Regions from separate parts of the Mus musculus genome. Here regions 2 and 3 are each linked to region 1. The links are chromatin contacts, called in public promoter capture Hi-C maps. All regions are on one chromosome and are shown on one strand. Each heading gives the region's core, a stretch centred on a gene start, on an enhancer-like site or on the middle of the called end of the contact. The rest is flanking DNA. Distances are from core to core; before and after follow the strand shown. Region 1 has its middle 11 kb from the start of Mir5124a. Region 2 has its middle 280 kb from the start of Gm32243. Region 3 has its middle 210 kb from the start of Gm32243.

What was found. Promoter capture Hi-C pulls out the DNA fragments that hold promoters and counts their contacts.
Region 2: a contact with region 1 is called in a promoter capture Hi-C map of liver, with 6 times the contacts expected there. The contact joins two enhancer-like sites. A contact is called at or near these places in 3 of 39 promoter capture datasets (cranial neural crest, hippocampal neurons and liver).
Region 3: a promoter capture Hi-C map of liver shows a contact between it and region 1, with 8 times the contacts expected there. The contact joins two enhancer-like sites. A contact is called at or near these places in 3 of 39 promoter capture datasets (hippocampal neurons and liver) and 1 of 484 Hi-C or Micro-C datasets (liver).

Annotation. Positions count from the first base shown.
Region 1 is chr13:40,852,649-40,857,324 of GRCm38.p6, reverse strand. No RefSeq gene overlaps it. Among named protein-coding and RNA genes, the nearest start is that of Mir5124a, 11 kb to the left of the region's middle. Within about 2 kb of position 2,549, at least 154 of the 459 cell types and tissues checked have an H3K27ac peak or open chromatin away from gene starts, as enhancers often do. A contact at or near this core is called in liver, where this site is marked.
Region 2 is chr13:39,367,963-39,372,638 of GRCm38.p6, reverse strand. No RefSeq gene overlaps it. Among named protein-coding and RNA genes, the nearest start is that of Gm32243, 280 kb to the left of the region's middle. Within about 2 kb of position 2,303, at least 2 of the 459 cell types and tissues checked have an H3K27ac peak or open chromatin away from gene starts, as enhancers often do. A contact at or near this core is called in liver, where this site is marked.
Region 3 is chr13:39,438,578-39,443,253 of GRCm38.p6, reverse strand. No RefSeq gene overlaps it. Among named protein-coding and RNA genes, the nearest start is that of Gm32243, 210 kb to the left of the region's middle. Within about 2 kb of position 2,728, at least 9 of the 459 cell types and tissues checked have an H3K27ac peak or open chromatin away from gene starts, as enhancers often do. A contact at or near this core is called in liver, where this site is marked.

The DNA.
Region 1 (4,676 bases), core at 1,300-3,799:
CCATTCAGAAATGCTGTGGGCTTTCCTTAAGTTGTCCATTCCAGAGTGCAGTGAAGTACATCACTTCCTAAATACTGGCGGGGGCGGGGGCGGGGGGTGGGTAGGGGTGGTCATGGATAGAGGATCTCCCCCCCCCCCCCAGAGGAAAACAATTTCTCTAATTTGTACTAATTTTTCGAATCCCTCCAGGTAGACCTTGTACACCTCAAATGAACTTGACTGCGGGGGTGCGGGGGAGAATAAATGCAGATGTCAACGCCTAATTATGCTTGCCTGAACTGGTATAACCATTCCCACGGTCTTGTCTCCTAGGTTATCTAGATGATGACGTCAGCTTTGTACTTGGCCCTCACTTCAATCTTAGCCTCATTCAACCCCTCACAGACACTCCAGGATCAAGGGCAGCAGTAATTCCCTCACCGTTTCTAGACTTTGCAGCTCCCTGGCTTTGGTTACAAAGCATAGAGGTGATAGCTGGTGCTTGGTTGCAGCTAGAGAGTTGTAGGATACTTGGTCACCCGGTGAATCTGGAGATAGAGTTATTTACTGGAAAAAACAAACAAACAAACAAAAAGTCCAACAACCTAGTTTGGGTTGGGCCGTGGCTCAACCTTAGCACACACCTTTAGTCTAAGAGCTCTCTCTTGAATACTGTAAACAGGATTAAATAAAGTCAGTCATAGAGGCAGAGCAATTGAGAGGAAGTGAACATAAGATTACTGAGAAAAAAACCGTAGAGAGTAAGGGAAAGTCAGGAGGATGGATAGAGAGACAAACAGGAAGTAGGAGAGAGGGACACCCTGACTTTTTTGAGACAGCGTGAGATAGAGCATGGCTTCTGGGGCATTGGTTGAGGAGGAAAGTCAGCTGGGTTTGGTCTCCGCCTCTCTGAGCTGGCAGGTGTTCACCCCAGCATCAGGCTCCCGAGCTTCATTGGTAAATCCAAAGATTGATATTTTGTCAAAAACATCAGTAGAGCCGGGCATGGTGGTGCACGCCTTTAATCCTAGCACTTGGGAGGCAGACACAGGCAGATTTCTGAGTTCGAGGCCAGCCTGGTCTACAGAGTGAGTTCCAGGACAGCCAGGGCTACACAGAGAAACCCTGTCTCGAAAAACCAAAAAAAAAAAAAAAAAAAATCAGTAGAACCTTGTGCCTCACCTGAAATGCCACAAGGATCCTTCTAGAAATGCCTGTGGTTATTTACAGTATTGTTTTGGGTAACACTAGTCGTTTTAAGAAGAATAAGTATGGGTCTGGGGAGAAGATGGCTCAACAGGAAAGGCATGTGTCAACAACACCTGAGTTCCGTTCCTGGGACCCACATGAGAGAAGGAGAGAAGTTACCCATAGATTGTCCTTTGACCTCCATATACACATAGAAGTACATACAATATACATGTGTACACACACACACAATACACACACCACCCATAAATAATAAAAAAATGAGCATTATTATATATGATTTATTTCTACTTAGTGTGCAGAAGTATCTTACCCGCATTTATGTATGTGTACCATGAGCACTCCTGGGGCTGGAGATCGTCACAAGAGGCTGTTGGATTCCCTGAAACTGGAGTTACAAATCGCTGTGAACTACCCTGTGGGTGGAAGCAACTGAACCCTAGTCCTCTGTGAGCATAGCAAGTGCTCTTTGCCATCTCTGAAGGCTCTTTCTTTCTGGAGCCTCTTCACTGCCCCAGAGGTAACCATTCTATATCCTGAATTCTATGTTTGCCCAATAGGAGGGCGATGAGCGACCCAAGGGGGAAAGAGAAAGCTCAACCCAGGTTGGCCATTAGCTCAAAGTTGATGCCCAGCGTTCCAAATCCAGGAGGTGACCAGATTAAAAAAAAAAAAAAAAATCAGGAACCAGGATAGATCTGCTGGTTATTCAATAATTCTCAGAGCATGTATTTGTTTCAGAGGTCAATGGAACATATCGCTGCTACCTTAGGGCATACTCTCCCTGAAGGACTTTAACCAGTTTCTGTTACATCAAGTTAACGCTCCTGAGGACTGAATTTACGCCAGTGCCTGTGAAAAGGGACTACTTCAGTCTCACCTGTACCACCATGAAATGTGGATTTCCCACAACTCATTTTATCATGACATCACCTCTGGGCCCAAATTAGAAACCAAATAAGCTGGTGGAACTTTTTGAATCTAGGAATGCCTGGTAAAAGCCTGCATCAAACTCATTTTTTAAATATGAAGTTCACAGGCATCTTCCTGCGTTCATTTCCTGCTCTCCATCCCCCTGCCTTAAAAAAAAAAAAAACAAAAAAAAACCTACCACCACCAACCCCCCCCCCCCCCAAAAAAAAAAAAAAACCCTTACAGTTTTAATTTTTTACTATTGTTGAATTCGGAGCCCTGTCTCACTCTCCCGAATGTTTGCAGTCACAGGAAACAGCCTGAAGCACCAGGGGTTTAAAATAGCCAGGGAGCCTGGTTAAAAAGTTCCCTGGATTGGGTGAAGGGAGGAGGCTCTTCCCAAGCTCGGAGCCTCTAAGAGTCACGTGTTCTCCTGTTCTTAGCTCCCGCGGGGTGTAATTTGAGAAGACAGGTTCCTCCCAACCCCTCTATCTCGGTCTGGTGAGGACTCCCCTAAACAGCCTCTGGATGTGGGTTTCCTTTCGTAGCTAGTCACCCATGAGTCTTAAGGAATTTTTTTTCCCTTTCGATCCTGGGGCTACTGGAAGACTGGCGGCAAGGCAGCTATCACACCCTGCTCATGGCTGCTCCGTGGTGTCCAAGCTAATTTTAGACCTTGAAGAGAAGTCACCGGGAAGAATGATGGGTAGAAAATGATCAGGTTCTAGGGTTTAATTTAAAATGGCGGGAAACAGGGCAGTAGGGAAGGAGAAATGAAGCGGGTCTTGTCAAGTTCAGACAAGATAGGTAACTGAGGTGGAACAAGGTTGGAGCTGGGGCTGAAAGATCCGGAGCCCTTCTGTGTTGATGTGTCCGGCCATCGCAGGCTTTGTGGGCTAAGTGCTTAGCGAGGAGGTGAGCCCCAGACCACAGGAGTTTTGACAGCCCCGCTTTGTTGCAGAAAATCAACAGGTTCGAGTGTATTTATAGTTTTAGGTTGGATGCTGTTGTAGTTTGTTTTCTGTTGTTGTTTATAAAAGTCATGATCAAAAAGCAACTTGGGGAGGAGAGCGTTTATTTCATCTTAGTTTACAGTCCATCATGAAGTAAAAAAGAGACAGGAACTCCAGTAGGAACCTGGAGACCGGAAATGACGTACAGAATATGGGGGAATAATCATTAGTGCCTTGCTCCTGGGCTCCTGTTTAGCAATATTTCCTGTACAGCTCAGGCCCACTTGCCTAGGAATAGTACTACCCACAGTATTTTGGATCGTCCTACATCATTACCAATCAAGAAACTGCTCCCAGACATGCCCACCAGCCAGTCTGAGACACCCAGTTCTTTAACTGAGGTTTCTCTGTTCTAGATATTTCAAGTTGAGAACCAAGACTAGCCATCACACGTATTTTGTAAGGGTGGATATATTTTTACATGTTGGGTATATCTTAGACACTGGTATTAGTATGGGGTCTATTCCTGATCAATTTCACAATCTGATTTTGAAGTTAAGGAAACAAAAACCACAGCTTCTGTGGGTAGAGTTCTATATTAGGTTGAGCCTGCATTAAGAAGAGTGCCAAGGAGTATCACCTCCCTGTAGATTAGAGGTCAAAGAAACAAGGTCCATCCTGCTGCAGGGTAGCCAAGCCCAGGAACGCCAGTCTCCCTGTGTCTTACAGACCAGTCTGCAATGAGCCAGTTGGTGCTTTGTTCTCTGTTTGGCTAAGGTGTTATCAATTGAGGAAAGAGGGTCGACTAAGTTTCAACAAAGGCACAGGGGTCATCTCAGCCCTTGGGAGACAGACACTGGAGGATTAAGTAAGTGTCTGAGGCTGCTATGAGCTACATAATGAGAGTTTTTCTCCGAAGTAAATGAAAAGAAAAAAAAAGAGAAAGAAAGAAAGAAAGAAAGAAAGAAAGAAAGAAGGAAAGAAAGAAAGGAAGGAAAAAAGGAAGAAAGGAAGGAAGGAAGGAAGGACATGTTAATTTGCTTACTTGATCTTTAAAATAACAAGGAAAGTCCTCACACACTTGTAACTCTACAGGGTCCTGGGTTGCTTCCTTTCTTTAAAAAAAAAATTGTGTGTGTGTGCACACGTGTACGTGGGCATGCACACTCTCATGGTGTGTGTGTGCACGTGCGCATGTGTGTGGTGGTCAGAGAACAACTGCTTTTCCTTCCACCATACAGGTCCTGGTGAGTTGAACTCAGGTCCTCAGGTTTGGCTACAGGCCCTTTTACCCACTCAGCCATATCACTAGCCCCTTGGTTCAAGGGTTCATTTTTCATTTTAGCCTGTTATTGGTTGAGTGAAGTTCGAGCTTCACAGGAGATATTCTGGAAGAGAGAGATTGATGTGCATTTTAAAATCCAGAGAGTGACAGTTACCTCTTAAAATCTGTAACTTTGCCCTTGTCTGAAAGAATAAGGAAGAGATTGTCACAGTCCGTTTGCAACATGAGATGCTCTTAGAGTTTGGAGAGCTAAAAGATGTGTTAGGGTCCTCCCTCCCACAACTGGCCTCCAGCCTCTCAAAGATCTTCATTCCTCTCTCCCTGAAGCATTCTAGTCA
Region 2 (4,676 bases), core at 1,054-3,553, 1.5 Mb after region 1:
TCTTCTGTTCTTCCTGAATCCTTCAGAAGGGGTCTGTTCTAGCAAGGACTTGTGTTAGGGTCTATTTCAGGGAGACTACAATCTAGGACGAAAACTACTAAAAGTTAACCCATTTCCTCTGTAAAAATCAAACTGGCTTTGGATTTAGTAATGCCATATTAATCTATTTGTTAAGATTACAAGCTTACGGCTTCTGTATTACATTAGTTTATAGGTGACTCCCATCAAGTACTAAAATCATCTACTGATGATAATGTCACTATAGAGTCCACTCTACAGAGGGCAAATGTGAAGGCTAACCTTTCATCCAGAACTAGAGGTGAATACCAGCTCTGGCAGGAACATCCATCCCCTTACTAGACACAGTAGAAGAACATGGATATACATTCAGTGCTGGACAACTTCTTGATGGCATCTAGATTCTGGAACCCATCAAATTGCTAAGAAGAAGAAATTATAAATCTGTGAAGTTTTGTAAGTTCTGTCCCCGCAAATGCATTCCCAACGATCATGAAAAATGCTATGGAAGGTGACCACAACTTCAACCACTTTCTGCCTAATACATGTGTTATTTATCATTAAGCATTATTATTTTATTTTAAGTCTGTTACAATAATCTGAGACTGTTTCTTCCTCCAAACAAACCTGTTTCATCCCCCATTCCAAAGACAAGAGCATACCATTTCATCTGAAGACAAACATCTCTTTCTTTCAATTTTAAAGAGTTGACCCTAACCTAATTTTATCACGCAGCAACAATTTTTGGCTTAGGGTGATTTTAAGCAGCTCCTTATTACCTTCTCGACATCTCTATCGCTTAGCTTAACCTCCATAAAGAAATCCCCTTCTCCTGGCTATTTTATTCTGCATAAACACAGTTTAAATAAATTACATGCACTGCCCTTCAGTCTGGCAATGTTCTGTGTTGCACATGATTGTGGGCAAGGACCTCAGAGAGGATGAAGGGCTTTGTTAGCTGTTTGGTTTTTTTTTTTTTTTTTTTTTCTCACAAAGCTACCAGTGAATGTTAGCATCTGGATAAGAAGCTGTGTTTTCTGGGTTCCTTTCCCCTGCCTCTTTCTCCTGATCAGTTTTGTATTAGATCTTTATGTTTTCATTATAACCTGGCAGCAAGAGCCTCCCTTAAATAGAAGAAGTGAATGAAGGCAATTTTTTCCATTAACAATATATTTCCCTTTGGGGTCTCTGGCACATTATTGTTCTTATTTCAAGGAGGAGAAACCCCGAGAAAACCGTCTTCAGTTGCAAAGCTTTATTCTGGATCCTATCTGAAAGCTACGCGTTTTGAATTCCTCTTATGAAAACATCCTAAAATTGCCAGGAAATGAACACAATTTGAAGCAGTCCTCCACATACATTAGAGAAAATGGTATGCTAAAAAAACAAAAACAAAAACAACAACAAAAAAAAAAACACACTTCTTTTCAATTTTCCCAAGTAGTCAATATGGAAAATCTGCAAGACTTGACATTTCAAAAATAAAGTAAAATATTACTGAAATGTAGTTTGGATCTAATTGCAATCTTTCTTGGGAAGTACAGAATAGTACACACACTAGGCCAGGTGTGTTTGTTTTATTGAATCTTTACGGCTGTGATATATAATGCCTTAAAATGCAGTTAGAGACATACACATACATTAGATTAATGTCCTCAGCCTATCTCTATAATATCATATTAAAACTTTGTCGGCAAAACCTTTAGGGTAACATGTAACCGACCCTAGGCTATCACCCATGATTTCTGTGACAAATTCTACTGTGAAGAAGAACAGGATGACCATGGCTGTTTATGTAATTCGCTCATGATCGAGACCTTAAAGAAAAGCAACCAGGATAGTTTCCAGAGTAGCTTCTCATAAACATAGAACTGTTCGCACTATATCATGTGAAAACATGCTAGCATACCATGAATATCATGATAAAAGGACAGAGAAAGGGAAAGAAATGGAACAAAGGGAAAGATTAAAATATCAGTTTTGGTTTAAAAGTAAAACCAGCTTTTGGAAGTCATTCAGAGATTCATTTGTTGGTTCTACACATATTGGTAATTCTCAACCAGAAAAAAATGTGTTATAAACTATAAATATGTAAATTAAAGCTGATCTGAATCTTAAAGTAGTCCTGGAAATGAGTAAATGAGCGGTCACCTTGTGTTAAGAAGGATCTCAAGGGGACATAATTTTGGCTTAGTTTTTCCTAACATTGTTGCTTCCTGCCAGGCTGGGCTCTGTCAGCTCATCTGGGGACAACCTACAATCACAGAGGTAAATGTTCAGAGATAAACACATTCCGGGAAAAGGTTATTTAATGGTTTTCCATGGATTTCAAAATCACTTTCCAACTATGTCGAGCCAACGAAAAAGATCTGATAATTTATGTTACCCAGATGTTAAGAAACCCAACAGCTTTCGCTACTCATAAATTTAACAGCATTAAGCACCTGCTGGCTCCAAGCAACGACCCCTGCCAAGAAGGAAGGAAGGGGCTTTGAGATACACTAATGGGCTCCTTCCCTTCCCATCCAAGCAGAGCTACAGTCTCAAACCTGAAGCCTCCCCACGGAGAGACCCCAAGTTTCCACACACCAGGAACCGCACAGACTTACTCTGCCAATCCTACAATGAGCATGGAAATGTGCAGGAAGAGCAGCAACCAGAGGTGGGAGAAGTCAAAAGAGCCCTGTTGACAGCTAACTCAGTCAATGGGAGAAGCCTAACAGTGAGCGAGAAAAAGCAAATACCAGCCGTTTGGAAGCTGACGGTTAATTGTAATCTATAGCCAGGGTAAGAGCCTGCCCCCAACTCCTGCCACTGAAGAATGTATGGAACACCTCTGGTGTTTGTTTCTTTGTTTGTTTTGGCTTTTGTTTTTTGGTTTTTTGTTTGTTTGTTTGTTTATTCTTTGTGTTGTTGGGGCTTGAACCCAGGGTCTTGTAGATGCAAGCTAAGCGCTCGGATTTTCCAACTAAGCTAAATTCCCTCAGCACCGGTGAACACTCTTTTAACTCTTCAGTTGCGATTTTATCATTCCCCTTGGCTAGCCCCGCGAACACAAGGTAGAGAACAAAGCGTTTGCTTGGGTTTAGACTGAGTTGCTTTGTATGGAGGGATTTATAAGCATCTAAATGGCAATAACAGGGGAATCTGCATCCAAAACACAAGGAAGAACGGAAAACTAACTTATTCACAGGAGTCTAGAATTTGGACTAAATACAGAGTAAGGAAATTGTAGATCTGTAACACTTCAGGTTTGCTGCCGCGTGGATGCAAACCGCCCTCTGTGTCTCTGTAGGAAGTTAGTCTGAGGCACCTCTGGGTTTATTTCCCTAGGTCTTAAACAGTTCGTAGAAGCTTGAAATTTTAGATCCACCACTAAAAGCAGGTATCGGTGGTGGCATGTAGTCATACAATACCAACAGGCACCAGTTGGATGAATCCATTTTCCCAACGATGTGAGCATTACTCTGCAGGAACATCACCCATATCAGTAGTTTCCAAAACTGACTCTAAAGACGGAACTCTTTATTTTGTGATGCGGAGCTAGCTCTGACTGTTTCCTACCCTTCTTCATTTTGCTGTGTTTATGAGTCCTCCTGTTAAGGGAAGTGAATAATTTGTAGCACATCTGCACACACCAGGGAATGTCTACCATTCTGACATGCACAGCCTCATATAACCCATTTCCACAATGCCCTCCATTTTGACTTTGCCAGTGATGATACCAAGCCTACACTTGACACTCATGGGGCTTCCTCTTCTGCGTGACTGACATCATCTTTTTCAGCACGGAGAAATATCTTGGCTTCTACCTCCTTATGTCCAAATAAGCTTGTAATTTGGAAACTTTTGAAAGTATAAAACTTCGAACTGTAGCTTCTTCTTTTTTACCCTCCTTCTTCACTGGCTAGCATATATATATATATACTGATTATACTGGGTGACTAAGGGAGGTAAGCTCCAGTTGCCTGATCTAATAACACAATCGGAAAAGCAGAAAAGTAATTCTTTTTTTAAAAAAATCAATAAATATTAATTATCACTATTAATGGGATCCATGTGATATTTCAATACATATATTCAATATGCACTTATCAAATATAACTTTCTCTTTGCCACCCCAATGCCCCTCGCATCTATTAGTCATTATTCAGCTTTCACTGTAAAGTTTTTAGGTATCATGTATAAGAGAAAATATCATTTTTGTCTGTCTGTGTTGTTAATCATTATGTCCTCCAGTTCTGTACACTCTGTAATCGTAGGTGTTCAGGCCAGAATGCAAAGAGGTGGCAAGGGAAGAGAAGCATGAGATTCGTTTTGGTGGAAAGGAGACAGATGATTCCCTGACCTCTGGAAATTGCCAACACTTAAGCACTGTAGATAACACCTTTGGATATTTAAAACCTACTAAGCGCACTCATCAGCACATCCTATGCCCCGAATCCATCAGTTCTCTCACCAGCTCTGGGAAGAAACAGACACGGAAAACTCCGTTTGTCCAGGATTACACAGTTGAATTAGCATCTATCGCAGTCTGCTGCTTCTAGAAGGTCAGTTGTTAATGACCAGTTGATAAGGCCTCTGGGAATAAAGATAAGACAGTCAACAACGGTATCTTTTAAAATGTGTACCTCTATCCTATTCCTTTTCTACACAGA
Region 3 (4,676 bases), core at 1,479-3,978, 1.4 Mb after region 1:
CATCCTTGGAGTTTTTACTAAACTTTGAGCAAGTTTAAAAGTTGAGCAACTCCCTTCTTTTATTTTTTTCTTCTTGCTTTCTGAAAATATGCTAGTCCTAATCACATATTAGACTGCATCTCATACCTACATGTAATAATATGATTTCAAAGAGGCACCTTAAACTATTATTGACTTTGCATTTTCTCAAGATTTTTGGCCAGGCTCGGTGGTTCACATCTTTAATCCCAACAATGGAGAAGTAGAGGCAGATGGATCTTTGTGAGTTTGAGGTTAGCCTGGTCTACACAATGAGATCCTGTCGCAAACAGAAACAATCCACCTCAATATTTCTAATTGTTCCTTAGTGGGTCTGTTGGTTTGTGTGTTGTGTTGTGTGTAGGGTGCTGTATGTATGGTATTATGTGTGTGCACGTGGAAGACTAAGGTCAGCGTCAAATGTCTTTACCCCTAACTTTCTACCTCTATATTTCTAGACAGGTGTGTCTCGTTGAACTTGAAGGTCATGGTGTTGGTGTGCCTGTCTGATAAATAAGCATCAGGGATCTGCCTGTTTCTGTTCCTCCTCCTCCAAGTCTTGGATTTCCCGTAGGTCCTGGAGATCCAGAGCAGGTCCTTGTACACACACCACAGGCTTTGTATTGGCTGAGCCATCGCCTTAGCCTCTCTCGTCGTAACTACCCTTTAATTGGGTTTGAGAGAGAGAATTTAAGATGTTTTCACAGATGTGTTGCAGATAGACAATCCATTACAGACTTGAAAGGGAAAGGGAACTTTTAAAACTGTATCGCAGATGGAAATTTTTAGAAAAATCCTCAATGTGTTGAAAGATAGAATAAATTGAGCAGTAAAAAATAAAATTAGAAGAAAAAAAAGAAAATATAATGCATCCAAGAACATTGAGACATTTAATAAATACAATAATTTAGTTGCCGTACTGGTAGTCTCATTAATAGATAATTATTTGTATCATTATTGTATCACGAAATATGTCTAAAGTACACGTAAGGGTACCGATGAGGGACCGGGACTGGCTTAGTGGATAAAGTGCTTGGTAGTGCAAGTGTGAAGATCTTAGTTCAGATCCCCAGCATCATTTAAAAAAAACTCTGTTCGCTAATTGTGTCTGCAAACTCAGCTCTGGGAGCCTGAGCCAGGAGGATCCTGGGAACTGTCAGTACAGCCAATCAGAGCTCCACGAACAATTGACCTACCCTGCTGTAAACAGTATAGAGCTGTGGAGGAAGACACGTGACGTGGACGGCTCGCCTTCACAGGCTCACGTGGACACCCCGACGCACATGTGGACACCCCGCCCCATACAGTACACGCAAAGACACGTGGATAAGAACGAAAGTGAACTTTCTCTGGTATTTTAGGTCTGAAATTTCTGTCTCTGGAGGCTGAGGGTTGAAGACACTGAGTTTGAAGTCAGTCTGGGTGACAGCAAACAAACAAACAAATAACAACAAGGACAATCTATCTTAGGGAATACGGACAAAGAAGAAAGGAGGGAGGAGGAGGTGAGTGGAGAAGAACAGAGAAAGGAAACGGAAAGAGAAAGAGAAAGCCACGCCCCAGCTTATGACCAGACACCTTAACATCATCCAACACTGAGAATGTCAATGGATTGAAGCTGGCTTTAACCCTTTGCTTAAACATACCCACTACTTGGTTATTTCTTCCTTGCATGCATATCTTTTATTCTGTTTATTCTCTGTAGTTACACCACCGTATGCCTTATATTTTACACGATTTGAGAATTTGTTTTAGTTTCTACATCTGGTTAGAAAGCGAAGACCATCTCTATCCCCGTTTTCTTAGGGCAGAGATTCACTCCTACCTATGGCAGCCAGAAACTCGGTGGACAAAACACAAATATTTGCGGGGCGTTTGTAGCAGAGCCTCTAAACTAGGCAAGGGGAACAGGCTGGGCTTTAGCAGGGGTCCACTTCAATCTGGAATAATTGCTTTAAACGCTGTAAATATTCATTTGATACCATTTGCCACAGAATAAACAATTCCTTACCACTCGCAAACACTTCTGAGGTTTTCAGAATACCAGAAGGATTTATTTACTTCCTGTAAAACAACAGGGGTCCCTAATCCTGTCAACAGATTAGGAGGCTGCCATGGGAGGTTGTTTGTGAAATGCCGCCATCTATGGGAGAGCTGTGTGTACTGCAGGCGAAACCACAAGGCGCCCCACGGCCTCACGACGTGGTTAGCTCAGCAAATGGAGCAGCTCTTAGTCAATAAACAGGAATAAAAATTATACCCCTGGCCAGAAAATACACACTGGAAACTCCAAGCTGGCACTTAACACTGCCACAGCTATTTTTTTGAGGGAAGAAGTGAGTTCTACAGCCGATGTGTCCTCAGGACACTGAGTAGCTTTGATCTATAACTTACTGAAACCCCTCCCCTGCCCCCTCATCTTCACCCCCATTTTAATCCAGAATGTGATGTCATCTTCCACGTACTCACAACCACGTAGGTTTTCTTGGTTAATCAAAGCGGGTTTCACATCTTCCGCTCTGCGTAGCCAGCAATGGAAAACAAACTTAGGTATCCCCATACGTAATTGATACCTATGAGCTGGGGCAATGTACTACCCATGAACACAAGTCAAAGAGATTCCAATCTAGTCTTTCCTACTGTTCATGCGCTCGGAGTCCTTACAGGGACAGCGCAAAGTACATTTTACTGTTCCGAAGAACCTCGGATATTATATGTGTGCTTGGCTTCAATGATAGTTAATGATCACCCAACTCTAGGAACTGACCATTGTCACCCGTGTCCCTATTTGAACAAAAAAAAAAAAAAGAGCTAAACCGAAAGTTAGAGAGACTGAGTGAGACACAATTTTTTTTTCTCTTGCTGTGATAAATACCACAAGCAAAAGCAACACAGGAGGAAGGAAAGGTTTCTTTACTCTCACCAATCTTCCTCATCAGACTTCAGGGTAGGAACTCGAGGTAGGAACCTGGAGGGAGGGACTGAGTGGAGCACATGGAGGAGGGCTGCTTACTGACTTCTGCACTGGCTCATTCAATTTGTTTGTTTATATAACACAGACCACCTGCCCAGGTGAGCTTGTCTCTCCCATGTCAATCATGGTTAATGAAAATACCTCACAGACTTGCCTACAGGCCAATGGGATGAAAGCATTTTCTGAGCGCCCCTCCCCCCGCCCCCTTCCCAGATGAATCAAGCTTGGGTCAAGTTGACAAAAACTAATCAGTACTCTTACATTACTTAAGTTCCCATCAGTTAGCAATAAATATGGGATTTGAACACAATCCGTCTACAGTTATGGAGTAGCCATGAAAATAATGCTGTGGTTTGGGGGTCACCACAACATGAAGAACTGTTTTAAAGGGTTGCAGCCTTAGGGAGGTTGAAACCACTGCTCTGCTCTGGTCTTCAGATGGGGATTAGCGGCCACTCCTTTTCCTTCCTGGTGCCGTGGTAATGAATTTTGAACATTACTCTTTCACCGTGGAGTCCACGCCTTTGGAAACTCACAAGGAGTTTTCTTTGGGTGTGCCTGGGAAGTCTTTGTAGAGTGAATGAATGACACGGTATTCCTTTTCGTTAGACAATATTGCGTGTGAAGCTAGAATTAGACCATCTCCCTGGAATCATCTCCTAGATGTGTGGAAAGCTACAGAGAGAATTGCTCTACACCTCATGAGAAGCGTGGCCTGTCTTATTCAGCTTGGACCACTGTCATAACTTATACAAAACCAGAAAGCTTATGAACAAACAGTTCTCCTGTGTTCTGACCTTGCAGATAAAATCTGGAAGAAGCAGGCTGATCTCATTCTTGAGAGTAGAGCTCTGCTAACCTAGTTATGTCCCATCTCCTACTGGTGTCCTATTGGAGACTCTTAGCCTTCATTATATGAAGTTGGCAGGAAGAGGAATTTTCTGCAATATTGTCTTTTCTAGAACTCAGTTAAGAGTTAATACCCCATGGCAACTAAGATGAATAAACAGGGAAGAAATGGGTTACTCCAATGGCCACAGTGTAGCTGGCACCTACACAGGGTACACATCTGAGAAATGGGTACAAAGGAAGTAAGTGAGACTGTTAAGGATCCCTTTCGGTACCTTTTACAGGTAAGGGCTCAGGGCACAAGGAAAGTTCATTCTTAACATACTTTATTCACAAGTCTACTAGGTGTTCAAGGGAAAGGTTGTGGAATGGTCGGGAACAGAAACATGCTCTTTCAGGGCCACAGCGAAGTAGTGGTTAGCCTCCAGGGGAAAAAAGACAAAAGACCCCACTTCTTGTCATTGTCTTCTTCATTGTCTTCTTCTTCTTCTTCTTCTTCTTCTTCTTCTTCTTCTTCTTCTTCTTCTTCTTCTTCTTCTTCTTCTTCTTCTTCTCCTCCTCCTTCTCCTTCTCCTTCTCCTTCTCCTCCTCCTCCTCCTCCTCCTCTTCTTCTTATCCTCCTCCTCCTCCTCTTCTTCTTATCCTCCTCCTCCTCCTCCTCCTCCTCCTCCTCCTCCTCCTCTTCTTCTTCTTCTTCTTCTTCTTCTTCTTCTTCTTCTTCTTCTTCTTCTTCTTCTTCTTCTTCTCCTTCTTCTTCTCCTCCTCCTCTTCTTATTCTTCTCCTCCTCCTTCTTCTCCTTTTTCTTCTTCTTCATCTCCTCCCCCTCCTCCTCCT